2 separate regions of the Mus musculus genome follow, and region 1 is linked to region 2. The links are chromatin contacts, called in public HiChIP or PLAC-seq maps. All regions are on one chromosome and are shown on one strand. Each heading gives the region's core, a stretch centred on a gene start, on an enhancer-like site or on the middle of the called end of the contact. The rest is flanking DNA. Distances are from core to core; before and after follow the strand shown.

Region 1 (6,615 bases), core at 3,172-5,671, 940 kb before region 2:
AGGGCAGGGTAATCCACTTAATGTGGGTTGTGGGAGATATTTGGCAAAAACCAAGGTATTCAAGGGTTGGATTTTAGCTTCCAAAGATAATGTCTTTGCCAATTATTTAAAGCCCTCTCAGTAACTTGGATCACACCCAGATAGAAATAAGCTTCTTTAAGACAGACTTCTGTAAACAGGATGCCTGTTCACTTTCTTTTTCCAGTAGAGTCTTGATTCCGATGCGCTATGATGTCATATGGCATGAGGGTACTGTGATCCAGTGTCTTAGTGCACTCAAGCCAACTGAGCTTAATACCTGTAAAGGAGCAAGACCTTCTTTTGTTGTGTTTAGTAGCGTTTACTACTGGCTAACTTAATTAAAAAATTAATCTATTCAATCATTCAGCAAAATACTGCAGTGCCCGGCTTGAGGTTACCATAGTGAATATGAGAGCAGTCGCTGTTTCTACTCAGTAATTGCCAGGTGGTGAGGCTGGAATGAGAATGAAGCAATTACAGAGAGAGCCAAGGAGATGCAGACAGAGGTGGGAGAGGAAGGCAGGCAACCCTAGGCAAGAAAGGGCAGAGGCACACTAAGCTACATCCACCGGAAGTGACCTGTAGGCCAATACTTGAAGGGTGAGTAGGAGGTAAACAGTCAGGCTAGGAGGGAGGAAGTGAAACAAGGATAAAGAATAAAATAAAGCTTGAAAACAGGAGTGTGAGCTATGGCAGAGAGGGTGGTGAAGCAGTTAAGGATTAGGACAGTTGGGGAGATGTGTGTGGGTTATCTGCGGATATGTGTGTACGTTTGGGGGCAGGGGTGATAAGAGTCAAACTTGAGGAAATAAGGCAACATTGGACTTGACTAGGTATTGTGAAAGCTTCCAAGTGTTTACATCTCCCCTCCCCACCAAGTCCAGGAAATCTGGAGAGCTCAGGTGTTAACGGGGTCTTCCATAGTTCTCACAATCTGGACTGGATTAGCAGGCCCCCTCATCAGCCCATTCATTCATAAGACAAAATTGGATTGGTTCTCTGTGCTTCCCGGGGCCCTCGACCTGCTGTTCTGAGCTGAATGCCTCTTTCTTGCTTTGACTGCAACAATGCAAACTGTGAGAGCACCCTCAGTGCAGCCTTTAGAACTCTGTCAAAGACCAGTAGAGTTGATCATCAATCCCTGCTGATTCCACATCTGTGCATTCAGACGAACTCTAGTCAATACTCAGGAAAAATGGCAGCTTGCTGCAATGTACAGCCATTCTTCTTGTAATTAGTTTCTATACCATTGCTTGGACTCTGCGAGTGACTGTGCATCACATCCCTGTGGCTTTCTCCTTGGCTCCCTTGAAACAAGTGGGGCCATCTGCTGATCCCCAGGTGCAAATAGCTTCTGCTGGACTCCCTATGTTCAACCCTTCTTTGTGTGGCCCCTCTCCTATCTGTTGCTGTGCTGGCCACATACACACATCTGTCTCCATTACCAAATGTATGGCTCTGTACTGCCACTAGTAAAGGTGTTCAACAGGTCACATGTTGTGGTGGGTGACACAGGGTTAGGGGTTGGCAGTACTGTCCTGAATGTGTCCCTTTCCTGTGCTTCCTGCATGACTGGGGTGAGTCATTTAAGTTATAACTTTAGTTTTCCCAGCTGTGGAATGAGGACAGCAGCGCACCTATGCTGTCTCCACAAACATGACACAGAGATCATCGTGGCTGCTGAGATACTGATCTGTGAAGTTACATGAAATGGTGGGCTTTAGCAAGCACTGTGTACCAGGATAAGGTGATCTCAGGCACTGTGAACAAGGAGAGGGTCCTTACTGGCATCTCTACCCGTTTCTGGTAGAGTTAGAGGGAGAGGTCAGGACTCACGCCTCTCAGGTTCTAGACCTAATCGGCACCTTCCTGTCTGCAGCTTGCAAATAAGGTTTCATTTCATGATGGCTTCTGCATGGAGTCACTTAATGGTCGGCTCAATTAGAGACCATTTGGCCAAATGTAAATGTCATTTGAATCTATAATTGTGGGGACAGAATAATTTCTAGTAGTTTTTGATGACACACTCTACTTTGAAACATTTTTGGAGGGGGGGTCTGGTAGACCTATGTGAGGCAAACACACCCAATTTGTTCCCTCTTGTATGTAATTATCGGTTGGAGCTTCTTGCTGGCCTTTTTCGAAATGTTAATAGAATGACATTAAATTCCGGTTCATTTCAGAGCTGCTGTATTCTGCAAAAAAAGCTTCCCCAAGAAACTTTTAAAACAGATCCATAGTTAGAGTTTAAAAAAAAAAAGGAGGAAATAATTTCTTACTGTCATGTAGTGGCCCACACTGCTCTGATCTTACAGAGAGCTTAATGACTGGGAGAGGAGGGTTTAGAAACTCGCACAATGTTAGGTGCCTTAGCTTCCCTACGGAGTGTCTTGTCTTTCCTCTTGTTGACTGCATATACTGCCATTGGACTGTATTAAGATGTACAGGCGGTAACAATCAAGCTCTTTTTTAGGTCAGTTGGGGGGATTTTTCTGAAAAGGGGGAGCCGCCCAGCCCTTGTCTTGCCTGGGGCTTCCAGGGCCTCCTCACCACCATGAACAGATGACACTCTGCTGTCATTAGCTTCGGGGACATACATCTTTTCTCCTGTTATTCTCCTTCCTTCTGCTTTCTCAGCTCTCTTATCTAAGAAATGGGCCCCAGTAGATTACGAAGTCCTCAAGGGCAAGGACTAAGTCTTGTTCACCTTGAAATATCTGTGAAATAAATCCCTACCTCTGATAGCTCCCAGGGTCAGGTAATGGCCGTCACTCCTGGCCTCACTTCCTTTTCTCTCACAGCAGTAAAGTCTTTAAGCGGCCAATCAGATTGGTCTCTTGCTGATCAATGTCTCCTGACAGATGCTCTTGTCCTCCGTCCTGCCGAGGTTCCCTGAGGCTGGGAGCCTTTTATTACCTCAAACAAGATCCATCCTCCCCTCACAGACCAAGTTTCAGCCACCAGTGAGCCACCGTGTTTCTCTAGACACTTCCACTATTTCCTCATGATAACAGCATTTGAGATGCCTGTGCTTTTGTGTGCTAGGTCCTTTATAGTTACTCCGTCTGGATCATCAATACATCTCTCACAGACAAGATGATAGTTAATATTAGATGACCCCCTACACACACACACACACACAGAGACACACCTTTTGCAGTTGACAAAACTGAGTTTTGAAAAGAAAGGAAACTTGCTGCGGGGCAGACAGTTACAGGTGGTGAAGGGTTATGGTGGCCTGTGACTCGAGCCTGAGCCTTTTCTTTGCCATGTTGTATGGCAACATATGTGTAAATGAACTTCATTCTCCCTGGTAGATCTCATGTCTAGCTGAGAAGATGTGGCAGGACAGCAGAGAGCTGATCTGGTTCCACGACTATTAGAGACAAGGGCAGAACTCAGGGAAGGGCTTAACAGCAGTTAGTGCAGAATTCCCAGCAAGGAAGATTTTTCTAAGACTTGACACACGGGGCTAGAAAAAAAATACTATGCAATTGCAAAGAAATGGACAAATCCACCGTGCATAGAACCACTTCTTGCCATGATACTGTTGGTCCTGTGGTCTGTGGACCTCAGAGGGCTTTTAGAGAAGTCTTCTACATGGCTATATGTCTATGTTTGACACTTAAACTTATCAAGGCTGGAATCTAGAGCCTAGAGCCCTCAGTGGAATGACCAGGGGTAATTTGCTGAATTTTCCCCGGTAATTGTAACAGAAGATTTTTTGATTCCTCCTACAGAAATTCTTAAGCAACAGAATGGCAGAGCACCTACCATACTGCTTTGGGTAACACTGGTCAGATCTTCCTCATCAACCTCTTGGTGAGACATCCAAGTGAGACTGCCAGTGATCACTGCTTCTGCAAGCTGGAAGCAGAGGGTATAATACAGACTTCACTTAAAAGCACGAGAAAGAGACAAGGGTATTCTGGGAGCATCTCAGCCAAAGCAGAGAAGAGACTTTACATAAAGCTCTCCCAGGGCCCAGTTTCATCTGCCTTGGAATCCGGCACAGCAGGAAATCAACTTGCTGAAACAAGCCACATCCTCAATAACCCATAGCCACAGAGACAGAAAATGAGAACTTTCTATCTGAGGATTTAAAGGGTACCAGGAAAAATACAAAGGAAATATGGAGAATGACTTAACTAAATCCAAAGTCAGTCCGAGAAAATACATTTCTTATGTAAGATCCATCTACCCCACACTTTACAAGTCCCAACTCACTTCATGTCTTAATTGATAGTTGAACAGAGTTCTCTTGTAGAGAGGGATGTTTCCTGTCTACCAGCCTGCTATCGGGGCTACCAGCAACTGTGGTGGAGTATGTGCCCAGTACAGGACCCTCCGACGAGGGAGTGGGGACTGGAACATAGCCTCTGTTCTGCTTCCTTGGGGCTCCTCCAGTTGGAAGACACAGCGACTTCTTCCAGAGAACACAGAGGCACCCACTGTTTGTTCAGCTGTGTACCCAAAGAACTGTGTGCACACATTCTGATTGGTTGGCTCCAACGATGCATATTCTATTCATAACAAATGTTCTTTTTGTGAGGCTATGAATACTATGAACCTGATAGAGTGATACTCCGTGCCAAGTTTTCCAGGAAAAAACGAATTAGGCACTAAGGGTTTACTAAGTAGGGTAGTCAGTTGGGTATGGTATTGATTCATTAGACAAAGCTGCATATAGCAAAATCTGTAGCCCTACAGGGAGAGATTCACATCACTGTGTGATGTCTGGTAAGTCAAAATACATACCCAAGCCCAGGAGTAAGGGATGGTCTGTGATCACTCCGTCTCTTTTCCTCCGTTATGATAATGGCGCCCACTGGTGAGTGCTTTGTTTGAACCAATGTGCCAGGTGCTTCCCAAGCATCATCTCATGCAATCCCCCATGACCTTGTGCAAAAGAGATTTTTTTGGTGCTCATGTATGAGCATCTGTGTGTATTTGATGTGTTTGTGCATGCATGCTGATATGTGTGTTATGGATGCTGTAGGTATGTGGAGGCACAGATGTTAGGCGTCTTCCTTGACGACTTTCTATCCTATGTAGAGAGGCAAGTTCTCTCACTGAACCAGAAACTCATAGATTCAGCTAATTCCAGCCCCTGGAACACCCAGACTCTTCCTCAAATGAATTATAGGTGGGGCACTGTGGCAAAACAGTATTTATGTGGGTTCTGTGATTCCAACGGCGGTTCTCACGCTTATGCAGCAAGAGATCTTCCATGAAGCTCTCCCCCCCACTTCCCAATGTCTACGCTCTTAATCGCTACCTTATGCTTCCCTAAAGGCATGTACAATTACACAAAGACATAGGCAAACATAAGAACACACAAAATGTGATCACACACTAACTTTAACTTTTGTCTCCTATTTTTACATAACTTTCACGCGGACTGCTTCTTACTGTCATGTAGAATCACTCTGGAGTGCACAATGGCAAACGATGTCTTTCTATAACACTCGTATCAGTACTGAAAATTTCTTCTTCATACACTACCAGTCTTTCCCATTGAGCCTCCCTGCTGACTCACTACATATTCAGTTCCTAGCTCCTCATCTCCTGGGGGTTCTTGTCTGCCTTTTTCCTCAGCCGTCTCTACTTCCTCTTCAGATTGGGAGGAGGGGGAAATTAGAAGCTGTCAAAGGAAACCAAGAGCCCACATGCCTTTGTTTTTTGACAGTGTCATAAGGGCATTGCTTCAGCTTTGAAGGCTTTATCAAACTGGAGTGTGTGTTTGTGTGTGAGTGTGTGTGTGTCTATGTGTGTGTGTGTGTGTGTGTGAATGTGTGTGTGTTGTTTTATTTGAATGGGGCTAGCTGAGAAGGCATTTTCCAAATTAATGGGCAGGTTAGGCAATCAGGGTAGTGTTTGTGTGTGTGTATGTGTGTGTGTGTGTGTGTGTGTGTGTGTGTGAATGTGTGTGTGTTGTTTTATTTGAATGGGGCTAGCTGAGAAGGCATTTTCCAAATTAATGGGCAGGTTAGGCAATCAGGGTAGTGTTTGTGTGTGTGTGTGTGTGTGTGTGTGTGTGTGTGTGAGTGTGGTGTCTCATGTGAATGGGCAGTGTTACATCTGAATGGAGCTGGCTGAGAAGGCATTTTTCCAAATCAAGACGTTAATGGGCAGGTTAAGCAACCAGGGTAGTGTAAAGTCTTCAGGAAGAGTTCCCCTAAAAATTGAGGTCACAGAGCACCAAACTTAGTAGAATACAAACTGTTCTCGTCTAAGTTGGAGCTGGCCACTGGAGGCATTTTCAGCTGCAGTGTGCTAATCATGTGCACTGAGTTCCCAGGGGCACTATGCATCGAGTAGAAGCGGCTGTCTGAGAGCAGTCTCCTGTGCATAGACTTAGAAATACTGGTCTGTAGGTTTTCTGTCTAATGTTAATTTAGTCATTGAATTCTATTCGCTGACTACTTTGTGGATACTCAAAGCATGGGCCGCTTCCTCTGGGAGTTCCTTATAAATAGGAAACCTGCAACACTTCCCACCCCCAAACCTACAGATTAAAACCATGCATTTTTTTTTTTTTTTTTTTTTTTTTTTTTTTTTTTTTTTTTTTTTTTTTTTTTTTTTTTTTTTTTT
Region 2 (6,249 bases), core at 1,673-4,172:
GAGTATCCAGTCAGTACTGTAGCTATATAGGTATTTCAAATGCTTTAACAGCAGCAACATCTCTATCGACCTGAGAGATCTCTTGCTACTCAGAGTTGGTAAAATTAGAAGACTACTGAGAATGGCTGCTAAAATTAGAAGACTACTGGGAATGGCTGCTAAAAATCTTTGAAGAGAGTACCAATTCCAAACAATGAGAAGGGATTATGAATGCCTTGAGAAATTTTTCCCTTCATCTACTGATGGAAAGAAATAGGACCTCTAAAGTTTGAAATACAAGTTTGGTGGATCAAGGTACCTGCAGAGTAATGCAATTCAAGACCAGGCAGCACTGGTTCAGCTAGCTTTGACTTTATGAAACTGTAACCAAGTTCATGCAGTGAAAGTTGTGTGAAGAAAGAATCCTTGAGAAAGGAAATGGAGAGATGGTTCATGGGTTGAGAGTGCTTGTAACACAATCATGAGAACCAGGGTTCAGATGCCAGCACCCACGTAGCAATCAGGGTTGTACAAATGCCTGTAACTCCAACTCTAAGGGTCCTGACTCCTTATTCTGGCTTGCACCGGAACACACACACACACACACACACACACACACACACACACACACACACGAGAAAGAGTCCCAGAGGAAGAATAAGAAACTTTATTCTCATGTCAGGATGGCATAGCCTGTACCATCATCTGTCTATGTGCATGACTGCTCAATAATTTCTACCTATTACAGTTTATTAATGTTTGTGTATATATGTGTGTATGTGCATGCACATGTATATACACAGGGCCATACCTTAAGCAGGTGCAATTCTTAAGAAAATTTCTTTTCTCAGCATGTGCTCCTACATTTCCCAGTCTCTGCAGCTCTGCAGAGCACCCAGAGGGATATGAATCATTAAAATATCACTGTGGCTCAGTGAATAAGGAATACATATCCCACATTCTTCCTCTATATGCTAGGCAACCTTGGGTAGGCCATTTCTCCACTCTAGAGAACATATGTACAGAATTGTGGTGCAAGTTTGATGGATTTTGTGTGAGCTATTTACCTCAGCCTAATTGACTGATGATGTTATCCTAGACATAAATAGCATCCATTTTGTTATTATCATCATTGATGTATACTTCACAGAATTTCACTTTTCTGTATGAACATGCATTCTCCAGATTTGATTTAAGTATTTATTTCCTGGACCTTTCTATAAACAGCAAATTGCATTAAGATAGAGACTCTCTCATTCCTTCTTTGTAGCCTGATCTCCACTGAGTGCTCATATTCAAATTAAAACCCATGGGAGGTAGTTAGAAGATGGTATTGAGAGATAGGGCCTTCTGGGAATAATTAAAATTAGATCAGATCATCAGAGTAATGCCTCACGATTGAGTGACTGACTTTCTTTGGCTCTCTATGAAAATGGGGAAACACTGGGTCACTCCCCTGTTCCTCTTGACATATGACGTCCTGAGTCACCTAAGGGTGCTGCTATCAAGAAGAAGTTCCCAAGTGCAGACCCTAAGCCTTGAACACAAACCATGACTGAAAATAGGACACTTTTCTTTGTGCTAAGCCAGTCTGTTGTGCCTTGTCATTAGGAGTAAACAATGCATGAGGAAACTAGATAACAAAAATCTTGATGTTTAGACAAACTATAGAAACCCTGCAATGGATCCAGAGCAAGGTACTGGTACTGACATTTTCTAATGGCTATGAAAGAATTGAGCAGGCAGCAGGACAAGAGGCTCACTTGGAAGAGCCTCAGAGATCAGCAAGGCTAATGATTCATAAACTTTCTTTTTACATAAAACCATCGTGGATTTTTCTGTTTGTTTTAGTATATAGTAAAATTGTAAGTTGAAACCTACTGTATAAAAGTGAACTAGGCCACAGCTGTATAGGGGAAGGAGAGAGAGAGAGAGAGAGAGAGAGAGAGAGAGAGAGAGAGAGAGAGAGAGAGAGAGAGAAGGAAGAGAGAAGGAAGAGAGAAGGGAGAAGGGGAAGGGAGAAGAAGGAAGAAGAAGGGGGAGGAGGAGGAGGAAGAGAAGGAGGAGGAGGAGGAGAAGAGGAGACAGGTCCTGGGGTTCTTCCTACACCAGCATGTCCCTTAGATGGTTCAAAAAGCTCTGGTGATACCCATATTGGTAAGAGTGGACCACTTCTGACTACTTTGAAGTAGCCACTCACTGCTCCACACTGCCTGCCCTGTTCTCAACAGAACACAGCCATCCTCACCCTGACACTGAGCCCACAATTATCTGCAGTTGTTTTTATTTTAGAGCCAAGTCCAGACATTCCCAGCTCTCAGTGAAAATCATGCTCATGCATTCAGAATAAAGGAGAGAAAATAGGGCCTAAAATATATAAATAATTCAAGACTGAGTTTATTCACGATGCTGTGTTTTCTGCAGGCAGTGGTTTGTATGATCTCTCTTACATTGCCAGTTGGGCGGCCTCCATAGCATTTATTACTGCAGACAACCGTTAGAAGCTGTTTTGATTTATGCAGCTATATTCTATTATGGAGGTACTTTTATAGCTCAGCACAGTTTCTCCTGTGACACGGTAGGAAGAAGGGAAAAAAATGAGTAGATAAAAGAATAGGGCAACTCATTCCTACCATCCCCGATCAGAACAGAAGCAAAGGGGCTACCCATTCTTGTCAAACAGTAAATTAGTTTTCTGGAACACACATGCAAACAACACACACAAACATGCACATATTCATACGTGACAATGCATATGTGTTCTGCCATTGTGTTAGCCTAAGACAACGAATACTTATCAAAAACCCACTAAGATACAGTTTTCTGTTCTAGGTCATCAAAATGCTTTGGTGAAAAAAGTAGAAATATCTTCCCTCTTGCAGCATAACCTAGTTTCTACCCACATTTTCCTGCTGCAGATGCTGCTGCCTTCTCTGAGATTGTACAACGATGCTTAGTATAGGCTAACACATCATGCACAGCCAGTGCATGTGAATGGGTGAGTAAATGAGAGGTGAGGAATAACATAAAAGTCTACTACCAAGGTCACTTTTAATTTATCTTTCTACCCAGTAATGGGACATTTGAAAAAATTAAACACAGCCAACCTCCTGTGCCAGAGCATTTATTATTCTTGTGTTCAGGCTGTCTCTGTGGATGCCTCTGCCCTCCCACCCTCCGCTTCACTTGCCTGACTCACAGCCTGGAGATAGCTCTTGTTCCAGACTTCAAATGAAGTGACTCAGTGCTAGTCTCTGTCTCTCTCATACTCAGCATAGTAACAACTGTGCATGTTCTTCTCGGCATAGCAGAAGAGTTGAGACATAGAAACACAGCTCTGTAAGTCAGGCATGGTGATTCCACCAGCTATCCCTTGTGAGGCTATGCCGGTGCCTGGCAAACACACAAGTGGATGCGCATAGTCAGCTATTGGATGGAACACAGGGCCCCCAATGGAGGAGCTAGAGAAAGTACCCAAAGAGCTAAAGGGGTCTGCAACCCTATAGGTGGAACAACAATATGAACTAACCAGTACCCCCAGAGCTTGTGTCTCTAGCTGCATATGTACCAGAAGATGGCCTAGTCGGCCATCATTGGGAAGAGAGGCCCCTTGGTCTTGCAACCTTTATATGCCACAGTACAGGGGAACACCAGGGCCAAGAAGTGGGAGAGCGGGGGTGGGGGGGCAATGGGGGACTTTCGGGATAGCATTTGAAATGTAAATGAAGAAAATACCTAATAAAAATTTGGGAAAAAAAAGTAACACACAGCTCTCTTGATATCTCGATTTGAACTGGGAAACTAGTCACAAAGCCATTCAAGACATGGGCAAAGATTCCATCTTTCATTAGAGGATATCCAGAGTCACATAGCAAAGGGTGAAGCTAAATGGATTCGGAACCTAAGCCACCCTTCTGATATACCCTGGGAACTGAGAATGTTAGAGAAAATGTTTAACTTAATTCAACCTCCCAAGGGAATGTCTACTGGCCCTTCCAGCTTCCAAGTAAATCTACTACCTGGAACCTCTACAAAGTTTCCTGGTAAGCTCAAAGAGGATGCACTGAAAACAGTTCAATGTCCTGAATACCTTCTCACTTTCTTTGACCATGAGCATCTACCCAGACCACACTCACCATTAGCTTCCATTTCTGATCCATTGCCTTTAAAACATCAACTTATTATTTGTGCTCCATTTTCAACCCATCAAAGTGAAAAGGAACATGCTTATGATAAAATAATGAACCACAACTCTAGCTTACAGTATTTGATGTTTACGTTAAGTTCAGGCCTATGCTGAATAACTTTGAATATGTTATCTATAGTTATTCAATCCTTTAAACAACTCCATAGGCTATCCATAAATATCTCTCATTTATCATAAAATTATGATAATGGTAATAAAAGTAATAAGAGAGGTGAGTCACTTGGTCAAGTTTTCAGTGATACTAAACAAATCTGTTTTCAGACCCAACTTGTGTGGATCCAGATCCCAAATTCCTAACCTCTCCTCTTCTTTAAACCCTGGTTTCTGTATCTATAACCATGATGCCCCTTGATAGTAATGACACATACCTTTCTTAATGAAAAGTATCACAATATTTTATCATATTTCCAAGAGGATTCTTGAAGGATCTAAGCTTCCAAAAGACCTTGGTTTGCTTTCCCTCAGTGACTCATAGTAATGGCTAGGTTATATATATATCTCCCTACCCTTTCTCACTTCCCACCAAACCATTTCAAGCTTAGTTCATCAGAGAACATTCAGAGGAGACCACAGATTCTATTCTTCATTGACCCCACTGGATTCAACACAGCACATGGTGTGATTCATTTACTTACACAAGCACCAGTAAGTCTTCATATAAATCCTGTTGTTAGTCAGGAAAGAAGCTGGTCCCAGAGCACAGAGAAAATGTGAGAGTCTCGTGGACACTACTGGAAAAGGACCAAGTCTCTACAGTGGCATTTTGCCATGGGTCAATGGGAGAATGAGGAGAATGAGAGAAACTTGGTCCACAATTAACTTAGGGGAAGATAGCACATTTCTGTGGACAAAAGTATGCCTCATCCCCTAGGCAGCATAGTCATTCTCTCTCTCTCTCTCTCTCTCTCTCTCTCTCTCTCTCTCTCTCTCTCTCTCTCTCACACACACACACACACACACACACACACACACACACACACACCTATAATAAGCACATTATGCTTGCACTAAAGGAATAGTGGCCAACCAAAAACATATCACTTAGTCCTTGGGTTTTCAGACAAGAGTTTCAGTGTTGGGTCTGGGTCAAGGCTGGATTTAAGTGAGTTGCTTAGGTTTGAAACCATGAGAATAATGAATTCAAATTACTAGAAAATTAATAAAGTTTTATAACATACAGGTGTAGTAGGCTGCACTGTCATTCTAGCACTGAGGAAGCAAATAGCAAGAGCACCAGAAGTTCAAGGTGATCCTTGACTACATATAAGGTTCAAAGCCAGTCTAGGCTACATAATACCATGTCTCACAAACTCAACCAAGCAAACAAAATCAAATACATATGCTTATGTGTATACCCTTATATGTACAACCTGAGCAGGAGCAGCAAAACTCTGTGCATGTAGCCAAGCAATTACAGAGGTGAGAATAACCAGTCTGCCTTGCCTCACAATCAAGAGGAAAAGTAAATTATGGCTCACTGTGCACCAAGTTTCCTTGGGTAAGGATAGGATCCTCATGAAAGAGCAGTAATAGCACTGAAGAAAAAAACAAAAGAGAAACCGCTATGTTGAAGCACAGAGAAGCGTATAGATTTTACCTTTTACACCTTACTTCTAAGATGCCCTCTAATCTCTCACCCACTTATAAACACATCTCAGATAGGTATTCGGCTGAGAGAACACCAGGATAATCACTCCTCTTCTTGACCCAAAGAGGTGGGCGAGCAAACTACTCTCTTTCTTTAACAATCACCATTTGGGGAAAATGGCAGGAATTGGGTAGATTTTGAAAGGAAACTTTAATATGAAGACCCCACTGTGGCTTCTCTGTAGGGAGCCAAGAAGAGGGCTGATAATTTTGAATGTGAGAGAACTCTGCAGTAGGGAAGACAAGAAAACAGTCAGGAAGAAGCTATAAGGATTGAAGAGGAGCTCATTCATTCTGTCCTTGGCCCCCTGAGGATACAGCCTGTCATTTAGCCTTGATATGTGGGGCTACATTGGTGCTCTAGAGAGAATACAGAGGCAACGCCAGAGGAACAGATGCTAACTAGGTCTCAGAAC

The links. HiChIP or PLAC-seq counts read pairs in DNA pulled down with a chosen protein or histone mark.
Region 1: a contact with region 2 is called in an H3K27ac HiChIP or PLAC-seq map of VIP interneurons, with 5 times the contacts expected there. The contact joins two enhancer-like sites. A contact is called at or near these places in 1 of 115 datasets of contacts at active chromatin or transcription factors (VIP interneurons) and 1 of 9 other capture datasets (embryonic stem cells).

What each region holds. Positions count from the first base shown.
Region 1 is chr5:43,101,802-43,108,416 of GRCm38.p6, reverse strand. No RefSeq gene overlaps it. Among named protein-coding and RNA genes, the nearest start is that of Gm43700, 67 kb to the right of the region's middle. Within about 2 kb of position 4,421, at least 39 of the 459 cell types and tissues checked have an H3K27ac peak or open chromatin away from gene starts, as enhancers often do. A contact at or near this core is called in VIP interneurons, where this site is marked.
Region 2 is chr5:42,165,199-42,171,447 of GRCm38.p6, reverse strand. All of the region lies in intron 1 of Gm16223 (predicted gene 16223), which reads right to left. Among named protein-coding and RNA genes, the nearest start is that of Gm16223, 100 kb to the right of the region's middle. Within about 2 kb of position 2,922, at least 21 of the 459 cell types and tissues checked have an H3K27ac peak or open chromatin away from gene starts, as enhancers often do. A contact at or near this core is called in VIP interneurons, where this site is marked.